Regions from separate parts of the Mus musculus genome. Here region 1 is linked to region 2. A link is a contact called in public promoter capture Hi-C data. All regions are on one chromosome and are shown on one strand. The core of a region is the stretch at or near the end of the contact, and the rest is flanking DNA. Distances in the headings are between cores, read along the strand shown.

The links. Promoter capture Hi-C pulls out the DNA fragments that hold promoters and counts their contacts.
Region 1: a contact with region 2 is called in a promoter capture Hi-C map of pre-B cells. The contact joins the promoter of Kctd6 here to the enhancer-like site in region 2. A contact is called at or near these places in 7 of 39 promoter capture datasets (the C10 cell line, the HPC-7 cell line, cranial neural crest and 4 more), 5 of 484 Hi-C or Micro-C datasets (CD8 T cells, Th1 cells, cortical neurons and 2 more), 10 of 115 datasets of contacts at active chromatin or transcription factors (the 230-238 cell line, embryonic forebrain, embryonic stem cells and 3 more) and 3 of 9 other capture datasets (adipose tissue, liver and pancreatic islet).

The regions. Positions count from the first base shown.
Region 1 is chr14:8,210,768-8,215,427 of GRCm38.p6, forward strand. It overlaps Kctd6 (potassium channel tetramerisation domain containing 6), which reads left to right and starts at 3,314. Exons shown (of 3, transcript NM_027782.3): 1 at 3,314-3,575.
Region 2 is chr14:8,112,626-8,116,816 of GRCm38.p6, forward strand. All of the region lies in intron 1 of Pxk (PX domain containing serine/threonine kinase), which reads left to right. Among named protein-coding and RNA genes, the nearest start is that of Pxk, 17 kb to the left of the region's middle. Within about 2 kb of position 1,841, at least 29 of the 459 cell types and tissues checked have an H3K27ac peak or open chromatin away from gene starts, as enhancers often do. A contact at or near this core is called in the 230-238 cell line, microglia and pre-B cells, where this site is marked.

The DNA of each region.
Region 1 (4,660 bases), core at 2,064-4,563, 100 kb after region 2:
GTGAAAAACTAAGATGCCATCAAGAATGTATGGATGGAGCTGGGTGGTGGTGGCACACGCCTTTAATCCCAGAACTCTGGAGGCAGAGGCAGGCGGATTTCTGAGTTCGAGGCCAGCCTGGTCTACAAAGTGAGTTCCAGGCCAGCCAGGGCTATACAGAGAAACCCTGTCTGGAAAAAAACAAAAACAAAAAAAGTATGGATGGATTAACAATTCAAGACTGGAACTCATTATATTAGCATCCATCCATAGCAAAGCAAATGCTTCCTAACTCTACAAATATTTCTCTGTGAGAGCTGAGAGCTCCCATCATACTTACCGATGTCATGTTAGGAGCGAAAGACCCAGTTAGTGATGCCTGTCATTACGGAAGTGGTATACAGTTCAATGTGGGTAAGCTTAGTCAGCAGAGAAATGGAAAAAATTAGATAAAGACTAGGTGAGAATATGAATGGTCATTGCTTTTGGACTCTGTGGTTATTCATACAAGAAATCTAAACACACCTCCAGCCTTATTAAAACTAGGAGTAAAACATTATTATACAAAAATTAAAGTGACTGTATTAAGTTATAAATTTGAAAACGTAATTTATTTTATCTATATAACCTTGATCAGACCTATCCAAGTGTGGTGGTACATGCTTTAGATCCCAGCACTCAGGAGGCTGGAAGATCTCTGTGACTTTGAACCCAGCCTGATCTACTTGGTGATAACCTTGTCTTTAAATATATATATGGTCTTTATTTGGAGAAATATGGGAGGTGACTTTTCCAGAGATACCAGTAAATTAAAAGCAGTTCAATTGTAGTGATGCCAAATCCGAGAGATGTTGATCATCAGTGATTTCTATGTTTTCTTTTTGTAGAATACATTATGGGACAAGTGGTATAGTTTAGCAGTACAGAGAGTGTTTAGTTTGTACTGTCCTGGATTCAGTCTTTAGTACCACAAAGACAAACATCCATACTCATTGTATTTTTCTGACTGTAAGTCCAATATCCACATATTGTAGAAAATAAATAAAATTCAGAAGAACATTAAGAAGCAATAAGTGGAGGCTGGAGAGATGGCTGTTCTTCCAGAGGACCAGGGTTCTATTCCCAGCTCCACATGGTAGCTAAGAATGCCGTCTATAAGGTCAATTCCAAGGGATGCACCACCATCTTCTGGCCTGCACAGGCATTGAAAGTAGCACAGGCAGCATCTTACATACATTGCAAGCAAAATATATAAATTTTTAAATACACATAATTTTTGAGAAAATCTTTTGCAAAAGTTACTAACATTTGTATCCTGTTGCCTTGGAATACCATGTTCAATGGTTTAGTCATCAAAGTTTTTGTCTATGTGTACTCCTTTAAAAAAAAAATCAATGTTAGTAGGGGCTGCCGGGGGGTGGGGGGGGAATGGGAGGGTGGGTGAGGAAGTGGTGGCGCACGCCTTTAATTCCAGCACTTGGGAGGCAGAGGCAGTCGGATCTCTGAGTTTGAGGCCAGCCTGGTCTACAGAGTGAGTTCCAGCACAGCGAGGCTACACAGAGAAGACTTGTCTCAAAACAAACAAAAAAATAGGGAAAAAAAAATCAACATTGGGGTACTGTATGTATTAAAATCAACATTGGGGTGCTGTATGTATTAAAATCAACATTAGGGTACTGTATGTATTAAAATCAACATTGGGGTACTGTATGTATTAAAATCAACATTGGGGTCCTGTATGTATGATTTTGTGTCCTGATTTGCAGGAGCATATTCCCATATTCTTTTTAAAAAGATTTATTTATTATTATACATAAGTACACTTTAGCTGACTTCAGACATACCGGAAGAGGGCATCAGATCCCATTACAGATGGTTGTGAGCCACCATGTGGTTTCTGGGATTTGAACTCAGGACCTTCGGAAGAGCAGTCAGTGCTCTTACCCGCTGAGCCATTTCTCCAGCCCTATTCCCATATTCTTAATTAGTTTGTATCCTTGCTTAGATGTCAATGTAGCCGTCCATTGTGTTGAAGTCCACATTGCTTATTTAACCTATCAATTTGATTTTTGGAGAAAAAATAGAATATTAGATGATGATCATACATATAAAAACTAGATTTCAGAACCACCTCACAAACATGCAGATGTGTAAACCAGGTAAGTTTCTGTTTTGTTCTTTTGAGAAAGGGTCTCGTTATGTAGCCTCATCTGTCCTAGAGACTAGCTATGTGGGCCAGGCTAACCTAGAGCTCACAAGAGACCCACATGCCACTGCCTCTAAGTGCTGGCATTAAGGATGTGCACTACTTTTACTATGCCTGGCCCAGGTGAGTTTCTAAGGCCAGTGGCTTTTCACCCATGTAGAAGTGGATTGAGATCTGGCTAGCTAGAAGTGGTGGCTTTTGCATCTTGTCTATGCATGGAATCCAATTAGCCCTGCAGCCTTGATGTCCTTCCTGAAGGGACATTACCCTTGCCAGTCCCATCCAGACTAAGATCCTCAGAGGTATTACACAGGATGACGTTAGTTAGCTCTGCCCTTCTAACTGGCTGCTCTTCTCTGCCTAAAAGGCTGGATCGGTGGTCCCTCTAAGCCATTACTTTACAGAATGGCCTGCCTTAATATATAAGGCCAGGAGTCTTATATATTAATACATTAATAATATTAACTACATTATTATGTATATATTAATATAATATAATTACATCAATATTAATAACATTAAATGTATACTAATATTTTATATATATCAGATCGTCACATCTTCCCTTATTCTCCAAGGCAGCCTTCTTTTTTTTGTTGTTGTTTTTTCAAGACAGGGTTTCTCTGTGTAGCCTTGGCTGTCCTGGAACTCACTTTGTAGACCAGGCTGGCCTCGAACTCAGAAATCCACCTGCCTCTGCCTCCGGAGTTCTGGCGTATGCCACCAAGCCCGGCCAAGGCAGCCTTCTTATTGGACCGCTCTCACCAGGATTCGAACTTGTCTTGTGTGTGTCTACTGGCTGCTTTTTTGAGTCTTGAGACGCGCCTCGGTCTGGGTGGCTGCTCTTCTCTCTAAGCCCTGCATGCGATGAGGTCTATCGACTTAGTGAAAACAGCTGAGGAGAAACAGTTGCGGAGAAGGAGTCCTGGGCAAGCAGGGAAGAGACTGCTGGCGGCCAGGAGGAGAGGCTGAAAGCGGAGGGGGAGTTAGGGGCGTGGCCTGGGCGGAGCTCCGCGCGGGAGTCCTGGGCGGGGCGGGGATAGGAACGGGACGGAGGCGGGGCTTCGGGACTGCTGCAGAGCCCGCCTGACCACGCCGCCCCGGCAGCGCCCAGAGTGCCCGCGGCGATCCGGCTTCCCGGCCTTCGCCCCGCGCCGCCGATAGGGGGCGTCCGCGTTCTCGGCGCCGCGACTCTGCTGAGAAGGCGCCGCCCGCGCCGGGCAGCTGGAGCCGCAACTCCGGGCTCCGGCTCACTCGTCCCCTCTGCCGCCGCCGCCGCCGCCGCCGCCACCGCCGCCGCTGCCGCCGCGGGGCGCGGGCTCGCTCGTCCCCGCGCTCGCGCTCTCGGGCCGCCGGCGTCTCCCGGCCGGGTCGCCTCCGCGCTCGTGCAGTGAGTGGGGCGCGAGCGGGGCCTGCGGGCCGGGGCTGCGGGAAGTCGGGCTGAGGAGAACGGCGGGTGGCGGCCGCGCGTCCCCGGGCTGGCACGAGCCCGCGGCGGGGCCTGGGCGGGGAAATCGGGGACGCGCGGCCGCCTCGGGCTTTGGGCTCCGGCTCGGGTTCGGGGCTCGGTGCGCGTGGCCGGCCGGGCTTGGCTTGCGGGAGACCGCGGAGTAGGGACCAGCGGGCTCTGCGGGGCAAAGGGTTGGTGTTTTGGGGAGTGGTGTTTATTAGCCGCCACTGCCCTAGTTTAAAGCTCTGCTTTTTGGGTTTTGTGCACAAATTGCAGCTTTTTACCGGAATTTTGGGATGTCACGGCGATTTAGTGCTGGGTGTTAAGAGGTGATCCTTGGCGAGGTCGTGGGGAGCCCCTGCAGCACCTGCTGGGCGATGGCAGCGGAGGCTGTGTCTGGGGGTGGGACGGGGAAACGAAACGTGACTGAGATCCTGTTTGGATATTCTGCTGAAGTTGTCATGTTTCTGTTCTGTACACCAGTACATACAGCAAGTTGATAAACCTGGTTTCAGGATTTCGTGATGCAGACAAATAGACCGATGTGACCTGGTTTAGCTAAGAATGTCTGGGATAGCCCAAACAACCTGCTCCAATGTACCCCCCTTGGCAGGCTCATCTTTTTCGCTGTTGCAGATATTCTAGTATGGGAATAATGGTGGGGTATTACAGGCCCAAAGCCAGAAGTGTTTCAAAAGAGTAAAGATCTAAGTAGGTAGGGTGGGAGAATCACCCTTTGGATGAAAACCAGGAGCCCACACGGATTCTTAGTTTTTTGTAATACCGTAGGTAGAAAGATGGCCATAGAATTTGAAAATTTTTAAAGTGTATTTTAGCTGAAGCAATAGCGTGGAAAGCAGTCTTATGGTCACTCCTATGATCCATCGTCGCATCCTGGATTTTAATAGTTGGGGTCTATTTTAAACGGAACACGTATGTGTGTCTTCTGCTTTATCTTGAGACAACCCTGAGTCATGCTTTCTAGAAGTCCCGAGAGCTCACGTGTCTGTTTGTCTCTGCGAACG
Region 2 (4,191 bases), core at 591-3,090:
AGAGGGATCAACTCTATTTGTTATTGATAATCAGATGTGGCATCTCAGTCCTTTCCTCTCAGAAGTCTTGCTTAAAGCTGTGCAGTTTAAATGATAAGTGTAGCCTCCAATGTGTTGTGTTTTCTCTCAGTGCTGGGATTGAACAAAGTGCCTCCAGCTCTCTAGCCTCCAGCTGGGCAAGTATTCTACTGCTGTGCAATGAATGCCCCAGCCTACAAACCAACTTACTTCTTTATTTTTTGTTTTGTTTTGTTTTTCGAGACAGGGTTTCTCTGTGTAGCCCTGGCTGTCCTCGAACTCAGAAATCCGCCAACTTACTTCTTAAAAACTGGTTTTGGGGCCAATGAGATCGCTCAACAGGTAAATGTGCTTACAACCTGACTTACAACCTGAACAAAATCCCTGAGGTCCACATGGTCAGGGAAAGCCAACTCCAACTCTACAGGGTCATATTCTCTCTCTCTCTCTCTCTCTCTCTCTCTCTCTCTCTCTCACACACACACACACACACACACACACAGAGTAAATCACAGAGTAAATAAATGTTTTAAAAGTTGGTTTTCAGCAGGGCAGTGTTGGCACATGCCTTTAATCCCAGCACTTGGGTGGCAGAGGCAGGTGGATTTCTGAGTTTGAGGCCAGCCTGGTCTACAGAGTGAGTTCCAGGACAGCCAGGGCTACACAGAGAAACCCTGTCTCGAAAAAACAAAAACAAAAACCTTGATTTTCCTTATTATAAAATTTACGTATGTTAATTGACCATGACATTGTAGTGTGGTAAAGTGGGGAGGAATAGGAGTCGTAGGGCTAGAGTGACAGAAGTTGGACTTGTTATCCCTGCTGAGGAGAATGGCTGCTGCTGTTCTCTTTTTGACCCAGGCACTGCTATGCCGTAAAGACTGCAGACACTTTGAGAACTCGGAACCTGACCATCCTAGTGGCACCTCTGACAGCGCTCTCATTTAGTATTCGACATAGCTGCACTGGAAAGATAGGATTGTGTAGAGGGGTAAACTGAGGCTCAGAAAAATTATCCTGGTAAACTAGAAGGTACCAGTTGGGCCTTGAGTCAGGGTGTCTGTTGTCGCTACCCTGTGTCCTGACGCCAGTGGCATAAAGGAGAGGGACACTTCAGCCCTCTGCAGTCCCTGGGTCAGACACACAGAGAAACTGGCCCTCCAGCAGGTCAGTTCATCTGCTTAATGCTCTGTCCTAGCTGTGTGACAGGTGGTACCCCATGGCCAGTGCATCTGTTTCTACAGTTTTGAGGCACACAAATAACTGGACAAATAAGTGAAAGTTATATTTCATTTAACAGCTTTTTTTTTTTGAGGAGCCATTATGTGTGATATAAGGATTAGTTACTGAGTTCTCATTTTAGCAAATTATATCATTTTCTTGGTAGAATCTAAGGGCCACTATACTATAAAATGCTCCAAGAGTTGCCTGTTTAACATGCATCCAAAGGCTAGGTGGCACACGTCTATGATCCCAGTACTTGGAGGGCTGAGGCAAGAGAATCATGAACTCGGGCTCGGCCTTGGCTACGCAGTGAGAGACCCTGTCTGAGACACAAACAAGCACATGCATTCTGTAGCCCTGTCTGAGGTCAGCAGAGTTCAGAGTGCTTCCTCTCGGACTGTCTCTAACTGGAGCACCATCTGTCTCTGAAGTTTGTGCAGACCAGCTCTTCTGTTGGGAGAGACCATTCCACGGAAGAGAGCATGGACTTCAAAAGGGCCTGAGATCATGAACGTGTTCACTGCAGAGATCAAAGTGGGCTGTGTGCTTTCCTTGACTATGCTGTGAGCAGAAAGAAACTACACTTTTTGGTTTTGCATAAACCAAATAGGGGGATTTTGTTTGGGGAAGAATAAAGCTGAAGGTTCTATGATGTAATTAGTTAGAAGTTTTAAACAGACTCTAGTGGTTGGAAGGAGATGCGCTTGGCTTCTCTCACCTGCCAGAGTTTATATTAAGAATTTGTGGTTCTTCAGATGCCTTTAAAATCCTTAAGAATTTCATTTGTTTGAGGGTGTTTTTTTTTTCTTTTTTTGCACACTGTTGATTTGCACAGAAATTGACAGAGAATAAAAACTAGGTTCTAGCACTGAAAGTCTACAGAAGAAACAGTGATAAATGATGCCCATTTATCAGAGCAAAGAGTAAATCATTCATTCTAAGTGATATATTAAGGATGGTAGAGCCAGGCAGGTGCCAGTGAGCTGAACAAGCCATTCTATTCTGAGAGTTCCTCAGAAGACATGATGACCCTCAGGATGTCTCTGCCTCAGTCACAGCTGCTGCACTGTTTGGCTTTCTAAGTTTGAACCTTAAACAAAGTATGGTTGTTTGTTTGTTTGCTTGCTTGTTTGACTCAAGGTCTTCACTGTGTTACCAGCAGGCCTGAAGATTGACGGCCTGTGAACTCTATTATCTTGTGTTAGCCTCCTGAGTATGTGTCACCACACCTAGCCTGAATGTTAGTTCCTTAGAGAGGTCTCAATCTGAGACCTAGAGATCCTGTGGCCCTTTTTTAGAGCACGTAGATTTTACCTGTTTATGGTAGGTACAGACTTTCTCATTCCCAAGGGCGAGGTCCGTGGCAAAAGCCTCTCAGGAGCCCTTGCTCTGTCTCGGTGCTGACCTCACAGTGTGCCGGGGGAGATCGGCAACGTAAGAAACGTGCAGAGCTCTTCCAGACTAATCCAGTCAGAGAGAGCTATTTTCCCAAGCATGGACACGGGACGGACGGAAATAGCGTTAACATTTAAAAAGCTGAGCACTCCAGGATTTAAATATTTTGAACAGCAGACTGAACGGCATAAAACAGGAGTTTTTAGGATATCAGCAGTCTGATAGAGAAGTATTAAATAGAAAGAAAAGGTTCGTTTGGTCAGGATGTACGAGAATGTAGAAGGTTGGTTGGGGACTTAACCTGTGGCCAGTGGGAGCCATGGGAAGTTCCAGCGCAGAGAAGTACTGTTTGTCTCTTGTTTGCAGCATTCTCCCTGGTCCTTCCAGTGAGGGACCAGTGCCAGTAGAGAAGTGAGCTTGGGAGTCACCTGAGAGAACTGGCTCATCTCTGGAGACAAGGCAGTGGGGCTGCCTCTCATCTCAGACCAGGTAGACAAGGCAGGGCTGCCTCCCATCCCAGACCAGATAGCTGCTCTCACAAAGCGCAGCTCCCTTGCTCTTTCATGAGGGTGATGCTTCTCCATGTTTACAACCCCAAGAGACTTAAGTTAAGTGTGGACGATATACTCAGAGAAACAAACGAGCTGAGCCCTTAGGGTGAGAGGAAGGGAAGAGGAAGGTCATGTAGGCTGGGCCGGGGCTTGGTTTGGTTCACTGGTGTCCTGCCCATGCAAAGGTTTTATTTCTGCAGGGTGGAGGTTCCTCTTAATTCTCTTCTCTCTTCTTTTATGCCACATATCATGTGACCTAGTACATGTCCAATTTGGAAAATGTCAGCACCAGACTATAATGACTTGCCACAGTGCCCAAGTGCTCCCAACTCCCTTGCATACCAAGAGTAAATGTGTGGTGGCAGGAAGGCGAGGAGGGAGGGAGCTCTCTAGGAAGTAACTACAGGTGCCTAGGCTGGTGTAGCCTGGGCTTCTTAGTGCTCCTGTCTGTCTTTTAGGACCTTGGTGATTGACGCTCTCTTATCCGCACACAGGGTCTGTTCCATGTCAGAGAGGGTGAGAAGGGTGGGCACGAGTCACTGGAGAATCTGGGGTGCCATCTCAGCCTTCAGCTCAGGAGGAAGCTGATTTCAGGTCTCCAGGGCTTTTGGGCAGTGGACAGCTCAAACAATGGAAATTTGAGTGAGGTATTTCATTTTGGCCAGTTTGTATGGCAATTCTGAGGAATCTTGAAAAAAAAATCAACGACTATTTAGTCAGGAAGTAGTTTTGATCCATTGAAGCAGAATAGAAATGTTCTGAGCAAAATTGCCTCTCTAGTTTTTCATCTTTCTTTCATCTGTCTGCAACTACACAGCACATGGGGCTCACAGACTACAACACAGCCGCTGCTCTTGGCGTCGTCATAGATGTAGTCCTTTCCCAAATAGAGCGATTTTATCACTCTTTATGATTTAAGTTTGTTTGTTTGTTTATTTATTTATTTATTTTAGTTTTTTGAGACAGGGTTTCTCTGTAGCCCTAGCTGTCCTGGAACTCACTT